Linked DNA regions of Macaca mulatta: regions 1 and 2 are each linked to region 3. The links are chromatin contacts, called in public Hi-C maps. All regions are on one chromosome and are shown on one strand. Each heading gives the region's core, a stretch centred on a gene start, on an enhancer-like site or on the middle of the called end of the contact. The rest is flanking DNA. Distances are from core to core; before and after follow the strand shown.

The links. A called contact is a pair of places that touch in the nucleus more often than the background predicts.
Region 1: a Hi-C map of cortical neurons shows a contact between it and region 3, with 5 times the contacts expected there. The contact joins the promoter of SKIC3 here to the promoter of RFESD in region 3. A contact is called at or near these places in 2 of 14 Hi-C or Micro-C datasets (cortical neurons and fetal cortex germinal zone).
Region 2: a contact with region 3 is called in a Hi-C map of fetal cortical plate, with 2.2 times the contacts expected there. The contact joins the promoter of SPATA9 here to the promoter of RFESD in region 3. A contact is called at or near these places in 2 of 14 Hi-C or Micro-C datasets (fetal cortical plate and liver).

Annotation. Positions count from the first base shown.
Region 1 is chr6:101,927,274-101,932,016 of T2T-MMU8v2.0, reverse strand. SKIC3 (SKI3 subunit of superkiller complex) reads left to right here and starts at 2,061. Exons shown (of 43, transcript XM_078004994.1): 1 at 2,061-2,102. ARSK (arylsulfatase family member K) reads right to left here and starts at 1,914. Exons shown (of 9, transcript XR_003730442.2): 1 at 1,634-1,914.
Region 2 is chr6:102,093,877-102,098,192 of T2T-MMU8v2.0, reverse strand. SPATA9 (spermatogenesis associated 9) reads left to right here and starts at 1,488. Exons shown (of 5, transcript XM_078004996.1): 1 at 1,488-1,625. It overlaps RHOBTB3 (Rho related BTB domain containing 3), which reads right to left and starts at 2,253. Exons shown (of 12, transcript NM_001260883.1): 1 at 1,884-2,253; 2 at 1,482-1,707. The coding sequence starts at 1,885.
Region 3 is chr6:102,014,010-102,018,320 of T2T-MMU8v2.0, reverse strand. RFESD (Rieske Fe-S domain containing) reads right to left here and starts at 2,077. Exons shown (of 7, transcript XM_078004998.1): 1 at 2,039-2,077.

The sequences.
Region 1 (4,743 bases), core at 812-3,311, 86 kb after region 3:
TATAAGTATAAAAATTAAAGAATGAACTCATAAATTTGAATGGAAAGTATCAGTATAATCTCACAATTTATTTTTCTCTTTCTAAAATATATGTACTTTCTAGATTTGTCCACTGGAAAGGTCTAGATGCAATGAAAACCCTAACACTCAGATTGTGGTCTCTAAATACAAGATGGGGCAGGAAATACGCATTGTGGACACTGAACTCTGTTAAAGCAAGCTGTCAAATACTAATGGGGATGGGTCAAAAGGACTCAGAACCACCTGAAGGGGCTTCCACTGGCCAAAGATAGGACACTTTGAATACTAACAAGTATGTGAATGCCAAAAATGTAAGCAAATATAGAAAAATCTATGCATTCATACTATACTAAAGAAGTAACAAACCTAAATATCTCAGTCATCTTTAGAAGTTTCTGGGATGTTGTGATCCACATCCGAATTCCCTTTTAGGAATGAACAATTGCCTCTGCTGAAGACAGCTGCTTTGCCCAACATCATGCCCCATTCTAGGAGCAGCCCACAATCAGTGGCCATCCAACATGCAGGTAGAAAGGTCTGTTCCCCTCACTCCAACTGGAAAGCAGCTCTGAAGCACCATATTAGTTTTGAGAACTGTCATAATAAGATAGCAACAAAATTCAGCTTCTCCTCTGCACAATCCTGCTTCCTTCATTTGTCTTTGATTACAAGATCACTCTGTAATAAAATGCCATCTAGTCAATTTCCAGTACCGCCCATTCTCTAAGTTTAAATCACAAAGATAACTTTAATATTTTCAAAAAATCTCATGGGCACATCCAGACTATGCAATTTTAATCATCACGGGTTAATCTATGAGAAAGGGAATACAACATATGATTGCAAACACTCTTTAGTGCCAGATATGCTTAACACCAACCTCTGTGTGACCACAGTAACACCGAGTGATAATAAACTAATATTACAATTAATAACCAAACAATTGTCTAAGCAGCACTTTTTAAAACATGTATCATCCTAAAAGCTTCGGTAAGGTTGACAGTAGCACCTTTGGCTTGGGAAAGTTTCAGAAACTGTTTAAGTTTGGGATTCGGCCACATTACCAACACACACACACACGCAAAATTTTTCTGGAATACGGGGGAGTGAATCAAGTTATACCAACGACTCCATTTGAATCAGCACTAACAGGATTATCACAAACCTGGATAATAAAAATAAACTTTCTTCACTTCTCACCCAAACATGAATTCCTGCAAACCTGAGGTGAACTGGGAAATGACTTTTGGAAAGCTTACACGCTTTTATGGAGATGCAGAATGTTATTTTACCACACAATTAAACCAAACCGGGGTATGGACTGAAAGTTCATTAGTAGTGGTAAAATAATTTAGCGAATCGAGGTCACTATTAAAAAAAAAATCTGCAAAGATGTTTTCAGTATTTCACTATTGTTTTACATGCCTGCATAGGTATGTGGTGTGCTTGTGAGTACACGGGGCCTCACATAAAATGTATTTCTTTCTTTGCATCGGGGTGAAAGGTGTTTGAAAATGTCTCAGGTTCTGCTACCCAAAGCTTGCAGCACAGGCGGCGGCGGGGAGGTCTCCGGTCCCTAGCGGGGGCCCCTCCCCTGCCTCGCGGTACTTACAAAGGAGTCGCTTACGACCAGCACCACGTTGGGCACTTTGGCTGCTCCCCGCCTCTGCTCCCCTGCTCCGGGGGCCTGTACCGCTAGCGCCGAGACTGCGACCAGCGACACCCACAGCAGTAGCATCGCTGGTAGCGGTTTTGAGAGCCTGTCGCCGGGCCAGCCGCCTCCCTCTGGCGTTCTCTCCCTGGCAGAGCAGGGTAGGGACAGCGAACAACTCCCAGAGCTTGCAGTTTGGTTTCTTGATAGTAACGTCGGGCTTCACCCGCAGAACTACAACTCCCATCAGGCTGAGAGCGCGCACATGCGCAACAGAGAAATCTCCGCTTTTACCCACATTAAGGCTTTTTAATCAAATACCGAGCAAATCAGAACCCAGCCACTTCCAGTCACGTGAATGATGCCTGGGAAAGGCGCATGCGCTCTCATTGCAGACTCGGCATTTGTAGAAGAGGAGCATCTGTCCCAGGTGGGTTCGGATCTCTGTCGCTTTTGCACAAGGGATCATAAAGGCGATTGAAATGGTACTTAGCGAAAGAAAGGATCGGGGCCGGGGCTGTTCGTTTTGGGCCGCGCAAGCGTGACTGAGTGTTCGGCGAGAGCGTGAACTGGGCGGCGATGAGGTGGCGGCGCGGCTGTCACTTAAGTTCAATAGGGCGGTTCCTTGTGGGGCCTCTGGGTGGACCGCCTCAGGTGCGCCGTGAATACCTTAGAGCCCCTCGAATACCTTCCCAGAGAAATCTCTAGTCTGTCTCATCTTATAGCTTCTCTTACCCTGTGCAGTCAGGATTTACTGTGCTCTCATGGGACGAGGAGCGGGGCCTAGTAAGAAGTTTCAGGCTGTAGGCGGGGGAAAGCATAGCTGTTCCTTGCCTTCAGAGAGCAAAGGAGACAAGGGAAACTGGAGGGGGAAATGGGCTCTGCGACGTATTCAGTTAGTTGGCGTAGGTTCAGAATATCATTGTTTTGCTGCAGAATAAAAACCGGTCTCTTTTGACTGTTGAATTCCTTTGGAGAGTTCTGGAAGAAGAAGATTTCTGTCCCAAAGCCAAATTCCAATTTCAGTATCTAGTTTCGAGTATATAATTTGCACATCACACTAGTAGTTTTAATATTCTGATAGTAAAAAGAGGAGTTGTACTACTTACTTAACATAATTCAACTGAATGCTAGTATCTGGCAGGTTTTTTTTTGCATAAGATAATTGTAATAAGGAACAGATTTATTTAATACTCACATGACACTTAGGTGCTGAGCGTTACACTAAGCATTTACTGAGCATCTACTGCATGCCAGGTACTTTTATATGGAATATTTTCCATGATCCTCACTTTCACTATATTGCAGATAGGAAAACAGGCTTAGAGAGGTTAAATGACTGACCTGAGTTTACACAGGGAGCCAGTCAGAGCACGACTGAAAATTGAAGAGTCTGTGCCGTAACTCACTAAATGCTCTGTCTGCAGTTAATTACAAAATTTCTTGCCAGTCTACTGAGTTTATCTGTTAGTGTAGCAGAATTGTTACTCAAGCAGCGTGATAAAGATCTGCGGGTCACACAAAAACGTAAACAGTGTTGGGCGCGGTGGCTCACGCCTGTAATCCCAGCACTTTGGAAGGCCGAGACGGACGGATCACCTAAGGTCAGGAGTTTGAGACCAGCCTGGCCAACATGGTGAAACCCCGTCTTTACGAAAAATACACAAAATACCGGGCGTGGTGGCGGGCGCCTGTAATCCCAGCTACTCGGGAGGCTGAGGCAGGAGAATCGCTTGAACCCAGAAGGCGGAGGTTGCAGTGAGCCGAGATCACACCAATGCACTCCAGCCTGGGCAACAAGAGCAAAACTCTGTCTCAAAAAAAAAAAAAAAAAAAAAAAAAAAACCTAAACAATAGTCTCGGTTTACACGAGGTTAGACTTCAGGGAAGCAAAACCTAGCATACATGAAATAATAATACAGCGTGGAAGGTGATACCAGTGGACTCCCTCATAAACACAAATTTGTTTCGAATTTATTTGGAATGTAGGATGTATTTTCTACCATGGTGACAATATTGACTGACATTTGAATTCATAAAAGTTATATTTAACTTTGTGTCTGATTCCATAAACTGTACTTACTCTCTACAGCCTTGTTTCCACAGGATATGTACTCTGATGACAGAATTACAAGAATACATCTTTTTTTCTTTCTCCCCTTGGCAGTGTCAATAGGAGCAGGTGCTGCAGTGATTTGGAGCAAGACAGATATTTTAGAGCCTTAGAGACATTGTGCTGGAAGAATCTAAGAGGCTTCTAGTCCTACTTCCCATCTGACATTCAGTTTATCCTAAATCATTCCTGCTGAGTGGATTGTTCAGCCTGTGCTTTTTCATCTCCAGCGATGGGAAGCACTTCCACTGAACGCCTCATTCCACTTTAAATAGGTCTCATTAAAAGTTCCTATTTTAAGTTGAAGTTAATCTTCCTCTATTTTTAACCATTCATTAGTTCATTTTTCTTCACTTTTACATGGATAATCTCTCCCTTTCAACAGTCCTTCCCCTCACTCCCTCTCCACCATTTATTTTTTCCCTAGTCCCCAGTTTCTTCAGCTAGTTCTCATAATTTCAGGTTCCCTCATTGTTTTGATTACTCTTTTGTGAACATATAACATTTTTGCTAATCAGTAACTATGCTATCAGAAAAGCTACTCAGGAGAATGTAACCATTTGCCTCACTGCCTACTTCCCTCCCACCGTTTTTCACTCCTGTATGCTCTCCCCTAGAATACTGAGTTCCCAAAGCCCTCTTTGGAAAGTGCGGGTCACAGATGCTTCTGTGGGCTTGTTTTTCCCCAGGAGCGTCCTCAAAGTGTGACTCGATAAACCTCTACTGATTGAGACACTTCCCTCAGTCACTCAGTTTTTTGTTAACACTGGTAAGCTTTGGAAGCTAGAAGATCATTAGCTCTTTATTGAATATGTATTATTCAGTAAGTGTTGGGTATCTAAGAAGCTCTGAAAATATAAGACCTACATCTAAGAATTTATTGAATTGGGAGACAGGTTATGTCTATATAAGATAATAAAAATAATATTTTTTAAGTTGCAGTGGAGTAGCTCAGTTA
Region 2 (4,316 bases), core at 239-2,738, 80 kb before region 3:
CTCCATTTGGAAGATTTCATTTTACTAGACAAAGTGTATGGGATCACAAGCATTGCTGTTTGCAAAATTAACAATATAAACAGGAAAATGTTAACAGCTCAAATTAAATATAGGGAAAGCAATCCTAACATCCTAATGTAGCTAATTTTATTTTCCCTACGTTTACTCTATTCACCAAACATTTGTTCAACTGCATGTTGAACCGTTATGTTTTTAGGCTGTAAGATCTTTCACGACGAAAGAGTCCAAGTAAAAGAAGTGTTTCATTTGCCTGCATAGACTCTGGTCAGTAAGCTCTCCATCACACTTCTTATGACCAGCGTCATCACTGTCATAACTAGGGGTTTAATAGCATCTCTTAACTGAAAAGGTCTGTTTTTTATTTTACCAAATTAACAAACTTTCTTCTTTAACTGAAAACTTAAACAAGCGAGTGATCTTCTTTCTGTTACATGGAATTTTGCATAAAAAATTTTTCCAAGTACACTCTACACATTTTTTAGAAAGGCATGATAGTTTCCTATAGCCCTGATTCAGTTTTTAAAATTGCTGTTTAAATGTGAAATCTCACACAATGACAATTCGTATTTTTTCAGGCACTAAACTTTCTTCTGTTATTAAATGTAAACTTAGCTGAAACATACGTAACTCCAATATCAGTAAAGAATCAGAGATTTTCAAATAAGACCAAAGGAAAACATTCAAACATAATGTTATTGTATACTGAAAATACTTATATGTGTCAGAAAGTAAATTCCTTTCTCCCTTAATCAAACACTCAAGAATCGGGCTACAATTTATCCACTTCACTACAATTTTGTTCAATTATTACAAATTTTAATTTTTTAAGTTTTCCAAGCAACATTAGTAATATTATTTCTGATTTATGAGTCACTAAGACAAATGGCTAATACATAAAGAGTATTTGCATTATTAAAATTAAAAGTTTTCAGAGATCAATTAATAGTGCTATAAATGAGTCATTTAAAATTAACTCCCAGTCCCTGTCTTTTCCTCTGCTTTCCAGAGGAACTATTTCTGAACTGTCCCAATGAAAAGTATTTTTGCCTGTGTTGAGCTTTGAGAAGGCTGTATTTTTAGAACACCAATATTACACTATCACCCATAGGGTAGGCATAAAAAAACACTGCTTTCTGCTGGTGAAACTTAGTGACCCCGTCCCTTGGAGTTGGCACATTCAACTGTCAGCTGCCTCCCAAGGGACAACCCACAGTCGTGAAGTGTACCAGTAAGTGCTCCACATTCCCACTGGGGCCTTCTATCTTCCTAAGAGTCTTCTCTGACGGGGCTGTGCCCTGCCCAGTGAAACAAAGGACCGAATATTTTCTCAAAAATGTTTAAAAATTTGACCCATGTAACGCGAACACTCCACACTCACGGAAGTGGGCAGAAGGGGGAGGGGGCAAAAAAGGAAAGAAAAGCTTCTTCAGCCTTGGCGTGGAGCAGCTGCTGTTCCTTACCCAGACGGGACAGTCGTGGACCACCAGTTTGACATTCCCAAACGCACTGGCCTGATACTCGGTGAACACTGGACGCGCGACCGTGCTGGCCGCGTTCAGCAACAAGCTGCTCTCGTCCCCCGAGACCAGAGGGCTTCTCCCCAGGTAAGTGCGGATGAGACCCGACGGCCGGTTGTCCTGGTGGAACGCGTCCCCCTCGTTCCCCAGCGCCACGATGTGGATGGACCTGCACGGACAGAGAGGGGGCGAGGGGAGAAGGGAAGCACGGTCAGCGCGCGGGTCTCTCCTCGGAACAGGAAGTGCGGGGGACAGCGCGCGGCTAGGATGGGCACCAGCCCCCGTCCCTGGGGCGCACGGCACGCGCTGGAGAGAGACAATGGCAGGACGGCGGCGCGTACGTACATGATCTCAAATCCAAGGGCAGGGCGGCGACTCGGAGAAAAGCAGCGGCTTACGGCCTCGCGGGGCCCCCGGGCGGCGAGTTCACCCGCAATCCGCTCATCCCCGGCCGCGTCCCTCTCGCGCGCCTCCACCGCGGCGGGGCCGACGCAGAGCGGGGCCGGGGCCGCGCCAGCCAGCAAGCGAGCCGGACACCAGGGTGGGCTAGCGGGCGGGGGGCAAGCTGCTGCTACTCAGAGACTGCCCGGGAACATCGCCGGGCGCGGGACCGCCGCGCAGCCCCGAGTGGACGCAGCTGACCGCAGTCCCCTCTCCGCCGCGCCTCCTCGGCTGGCAGCTATCGCCTCCTGCTGCTGCTGCTGCCGCTGCTCCTCCTCCTCCTCTAGGCAGAGAAGGGGGGTCGGGGAGATCGGGGCCTCCGCCCCCTCGGCGGACCGGGCGAAGCACGTGCCGGCCCCGGGGGTCGGGCGGACACAGGGAACGCGCTCCCCGCCGAGGCCCCGGAGCTCCCGCGGCAGCGGCCGGACACAAAGGAGTGGCCCGCGCGGGGCGCCGCGGAATATAAATTAATAAATACAACGCCCCAGCCCGAGAGCTCCCGACCGCCAATCCGCCTGCAGCAAGTTTGTTCAACTCGCAAGGCCGTAACCAGAGCCAGGAAAGGGGGGTGGGGCGATGGGGCCCCCGCTCACTCCGGACTGGAAAAAGGAGGTTAGGGAAGCTAGGGATTCCAGCACGAGTGCCGCCCCAGCAACCCGATTTTCCCCCCTCTTGGCTTTGACCGAAAGTGCTTTACCACGGCTGCCGCTTTGTCATTTGTCAACATGCGCTACTGCTGTTTTCTAAAATCATACTTGTGAGAAAAAATAAAGACAACATTCATGCCACTGCAGAAAGGGTTCTTTGTTCGCACACCAATTAATTTGCTAATGTCGCCTTGGGGGGATTATTTACTATTTCGAGCTTTATTTAGCGTATTTTAGCGAAAACTTCAGGATTTTAAATGCTGGGATTTTTAGTGTGATCGTTTTTAAAGGAAGTTATGTATGGGGGTTTAATGTGTTGGTGAGTTAAATGCTAGTTTACTTGGAGATTTTTCTGTACACATTATGGACACATATTTAATAATAGCTCCGCAGACCAACTGAAAACATAATCATGTAAATGCAAAGATACTTTAGATTCTTTCATAATAATGCACTGAAGTAAAGGCTATGAATATCCCTAGCGTGCTTCAAACTACCTCAATACAAACGAACACTGGGATCCACTTACACCAAAATGGGCCAGGGATTACTCTGGGGTTAGACTCCTCCATACAGTATTAAAATTCTAACCAGTACCTTACTCCGTCTTAAAAAGAGTTCTTGCTTATCCTTTTATCTATTTATTTTTCCCTTCTGTAAAATTGGACTGTTTCTTTTCTCAACTGAGCTATTTTGAGGGTATGAAAGAAGGGGTATTGAGTAGGGTAGTAAAAAACTAGGGTAACAGCTTTTTATTATGGGCCCTTATTGCTCGGTTGAAAGTAGTTTAGTAGTTTCTCGTGCTCAGAGAAGATATAATAGCAGACATTCTTTATGTGGTCACTAATTTTTTTAAATCTAATTTCCCTTTGCATTTTCTGATTTCTCTTTTAGTCTCTAGAACCTAAACCATCCTTAAAAATTCCAGCATTCAGGATCACTTTTTCTCTTGGGTTAATGGAAAATATATTTTCTCATCAGTCTCTTCCAGAAACCCATAAGTCAAAAACAAAGACACTAGAATGGATGAATGGATAAAGAAAATGTGGTATACACATGTAATGGACGATTAGCCTTTAAAAAAGCAGAAAATTCCTTCATAAACTACAACATGGATGAACCTTGAGGACCTTGTGCTACGTGGAATCAGCCAGTTGCAAATCACAAAAAGTGATTCCATTTATAGGAGGTATCTAAAGTAGTCAAACTCTTAGAAACAGAAAGTAGAATAATGGTTACCAGGGGCTGGGGAGAGGGGAAAAGGGGTCGTTGTTCAACAGGTATAGTGTTTCAGGTTTGCAGGAAGAAAAAGATACAGATATCTGTTGCATGAGGTGCATCCGTAGTTCATACTATACTGAACTATAGGACTGAACACTAGAACATTATTAACTAAACACTAGAACATGTACTGAACACTAGAACATGATTAACGTGGTAAATATTGTTATATTTTATGACAATATAAAAATATTAATACAAAAATGAAACAAAAAAAGACACCAAAGTTGCTGACAACTGGGAAGTGTCAGAAAGGGGGAAAGTATTCATTTTTTCCTTCGTTACTGAATATGTGAGCCAAGCCTGTGCTGGGTAGGCATGGGAGATCCCAAGATACATAAGACTTGGTCATTGACCTTAAGAAGCTAAGGCAATTTGTTACCAGAAAGGGGTCCCAATCCCGACTCCA
Region 3 (4,311 bases), core at 828-3,327:
TTTTGAGACTTTTGTACAGCTAATTTCAAAACTTGGCACCAAAGGAGGAATGAATAGTTCTTTTTTTTTCCTTCCAGGCAAAAAATAGAAAAGTACTATCAAAAAGTAATGAAATACAAGAGATGTAGTATAATATCAAAAGTTAATTATGTTTTCCCAACTCCCAAATAAATGAGAACCAAATACAGGCCTTTCTCAAATTTGAGTCACTACAAACTTACAGTCTTTGCAAGGTTTGCCTCCAACCCGAAAAACTGGTGAACTTTGAAGGGGCTGATAAAAAAGGAGCAGAGAAGACTGGGGCTAAACGATAAAGGCTTCAGAGAACTATGATTACGGCCTTGCATTTTGCTTAGAAAGTATTATTTTATATGTCAAATAATAGTTTCCTCTATGTATCTTAAATGGTACCATTTATAATATCTGATGACTTTTTACATTTAACACCCATATTATTCTTACTATTGTGAATATCATGAACCATTCAGACAACAGGAAAAGCCCATGTGTTCACCTTAATTATCGTTATTTTGATGAACTATTCATAAACTCCCAATGTATTTCGATTTTAAGTCTACTTTAAGATAGTGGAATCTTAACCGAATGAAACAGAAAATTAAAGGACTCATCCAGTTTGGGGGCTAGATGAAAACTTCCCCCTGAAAAATTTAGTTGTTGTGTTCCATGTTCTCATCGAGAAAAAGTTTTGGCCTGTCCCTAAAATTGGTTTCTAAAGGTGCTAACTCCATATAAAATTACAAATCAGCTGAATGGATACTCGGTCACTATTAGATCCCTTTCCGACACAGGAAATAAATTCAAGTTGAATTTTTAAAAATATTTAGTGTAACTCAAATTTCCACAAGACGCTGGAGATAAAAGAGACACGAAGTGAAACGTACTTACTTGTCACTCCTCTTGAGCCATGACTAAGGTGCTTTTACTAAGTCTGGAAACTTTGCCTACACGTTATCAGAATGCTTATCTCAAATTTGACACCCTTGCTTTTAGGTGCAGGGAAGAAAAATGTCTTAGTAGTTTCTGAATGGCAGAATAATAATGGCTAAAACTAGCTGTCCTTCAGTAAATGCTTACTGCTTGGACCCTTTGAATATAATAGTTCATCAGTCTTCACAAAACCACCAAGGGGTAGGCATTAGTTTTATTCAGGTAGCACCCACTTTTTTTAATAAAAACATGGGGCTTGCAAGTAAACTACCCTGAAGACACAAAAACCTTTTAGCAAAGCAAAATTTTAGCAAAGCAAAAAAAATGGTGATATATATAGTACTGATATTTATATATGTCACCAAAGATGTGATCACGAGTGAGCTAGACCTGGGTTTGCATCCCAGTTCTGCGTGATTTGGGGCAAGTTGCTTAATTTCGCTGTGCTGCAGTTCTTTTACTGTAAGAAGGGCCCGCAACATCAGGGTGCACATAGGGTAAAGCACATAAATGCTTTAACACACGTCAAATGTTTAGAGCAGGCCTAACGCAGAAAAAGCTCAAAGCGCGTTAGCTGGCACCTCTAAGGTCCATCCAGCTCCGGCAGTTATCCTGCCTAACTTCAAGCTGTGTTTAACATTTCGGTAAAGACGGCCTGCAGTTCGGAGACTGCACGTGGCTGTCCAGGTGCTGTAAATTCTCCACTACAGACTCCAGGAGAGAGTATCTCCAGGACGGCCGGGGCTGCGGTAGCCTGGAGCAGCTTCTATACTTTAGAGCGCACGAATGCCATGAAAGCTTGTTAGAACGACCCGCATACCCCCCTGAGGTGGCAGGTCTCAGGTGTAGCCCAAGTTTCAAGGTGAACAAGCTCAGTGGGTCTCCGGTGCCTGGGCGGAAGCCCGCCCTGGCGGGTTAACAGTTAACGCTGAACCGAAACCCAGGAGGCCTCAGGCCTCGCAGCGGCCCGGAGCAAAGGCCACAGGCCAGCAACCCCGCCACAGCCGGAATGCCGAGTCCACGCCCGCGGCCCAGCCGGAAGCAGCTGGTCCCGCGAGCCCGCCCCCAGCGCGGCGAGAACAGAACTTACTGTCCCCGAGTCCTCGCTCCGCCTCCGCGTGACGCTACTGCGCGAGCCAGAGCTCCAGACTCGCGCGGCGCCTCGACGGGGCGGGGCAAGGTCATCCACGTGAACGGAGAAGGCCCGCCCCCAGGACCGCCTCTATGGTATTGCCGGCAGATGACCCTGACCCTGGTTGATAGAGATCGCTGGCCAACAGCGCCTAGCCAGGACCTTCAAACGGGCAGGCCTACTCGTGTGCTTGACAAATGTGGATAGCATCAGTTTACTTTTTAGATGTTTGTTGGTCTCATTACATTTATTCAAATTTTTGATGCGCCCAGCGATTTCGTTCAGGAATTTACCCTATACAAATATTTGCAGGTCTTCGCGATGCTTGTAATCCATGTATAAAGATGTTAAGGCAGGGCGTGGTGGCTCATGCCTGTAATCCCAGTACTTTGGGAGGCCGAGGCGGGCGGATCACCTGAGGTCGGGAGTTTCAGACCAGCCTGACCAACATGGAGAAACCCCGTCTCTACTAAAAACATAAAATTAGCCGGGTGTAGTGGCCCATGCCTGTAATCCCAGGTACTCGGGAGGCTGAGGCAGGAGAAGAGCTTTGAACCCAGGAGGCAGAGGTTGCGGTGAGCCGAGATGGCGCCGTTGCACTCCAGCCTGGACAACAGGAGCGAAACTCCATCTCAAAAAAAAAAAAGGATTTTTTTTGCAATGAAATAATCAGAATAACTAAAGTGATAACACGGAGGAATGGTTCAATAAAACACAGCACAACAGTACAGACGTGTATTACTTCGTGGCTGTGTACTGTATACTCAAAGGACAGGTGCATGATGTAATGAATATTAAAGGCAAAGCATGGAATACTATATGCGGTGTGCTGTCTTTAATGTAAACAAAAATTATGTTTTGAAATACAAACATGCAGGTATGTATATAAACTTTTTCTGGAAAACTCAAAAGAAACAATAGTGGTTGCTTTGGGAGGAGATGGAGAGTTTTCACTTTCATATTTTGAACTTTGCAATTTTGTTTTTTTCTCATTATACTTCCCTGAATTGACAACAACAACAAAGAAAACCACCAAACCTTCATATCTGTGTTCCGAGCTGGGAAACTAGATGAGCCTAAGTTTTTAAAAGTTTCCTTGACTACCTTCCAATGCAGTGGTTCTTAACCCTGGTTATGCCTTAGAGTCGCTTGGGAGTTTTGAAAAGTCGTGATGCCCAGTGTGTATGCCAGACCAACAAAATAAAACACAGATTTATTTGGGGTTGGGGGCAGGTGGGCAGATTCAATATATGTTTTTAACTTCCTGAGTGATTCCAGTGTGACCCCAAGGTTGAACACTACAACTTGTATTTAGTATGGTGACATATTGATCTCCGGCTCTAGGGTGGCCCAGTGAACCTAGGGCAGCCGAAACCCAGGAACTTTGTCCATTTACCTCAGTGTGCTATATAAATGCCATTTTTTAAAATGAGCCTCAACCTGTAAGAAGTTGAATAGCTCAGAATAATTTGCCTCCAGTGCTAGTTTCTTCTGATTCTATTCTTTTCAGTATAGTTTTAGGGTGATCAATAATATTTCATAGGGTCATTACCCTTTTGGCCATTTGTTTCACTGACCCAAACACAAATTAACTATCTAGTTTTGATGTATCACTTATCAAAGAGATAAAATATATTTTGATTTATTATAATTTCCATTATCTGTTAGTCATCCCAAATGATTTTATTGGCACATGGAAGGTGTTAGCAGTCCCCAGCTTGTCATCAAAGGACTAAATAAGGTTTGCCATTTTAGAAATCCTTTTTCACTTTGTCATATTCTGGACATTAAAAAAGGACACATCTTACATCCATCGACCTTAAATTTGATTTTGAATAAACTGAAGACCTCAGTAGTTATACATGCATATGCACACAAGAAGGATGAAAGAAGAGAAACTTTCTTTTATCTCTACCAAAAGTATTCATATGGTTAGTCATGTGATGTTTGGAAAGCTATAATGGAGGTCAGAATAAACTACCCTTCTTCATTTCCCAAGTACACACACACTCAAACGCACAAAACCATTCACACACAGGCATGCACATTAGGTAACAGCAAGAACCCATCCAGTCTATTTGGAAGTCATTATTGTTCAGAATAAAGTTCATGATTCCTACTGTTATTTTGCCTTTTTTTTTTTTTCAATAGAACAATGTGAGCAATGCTACCACTAAGTTTCACCTGTGGCCAACTTGGGGCATGTTTTACCTTTTCTTTTCTTCCTTCAT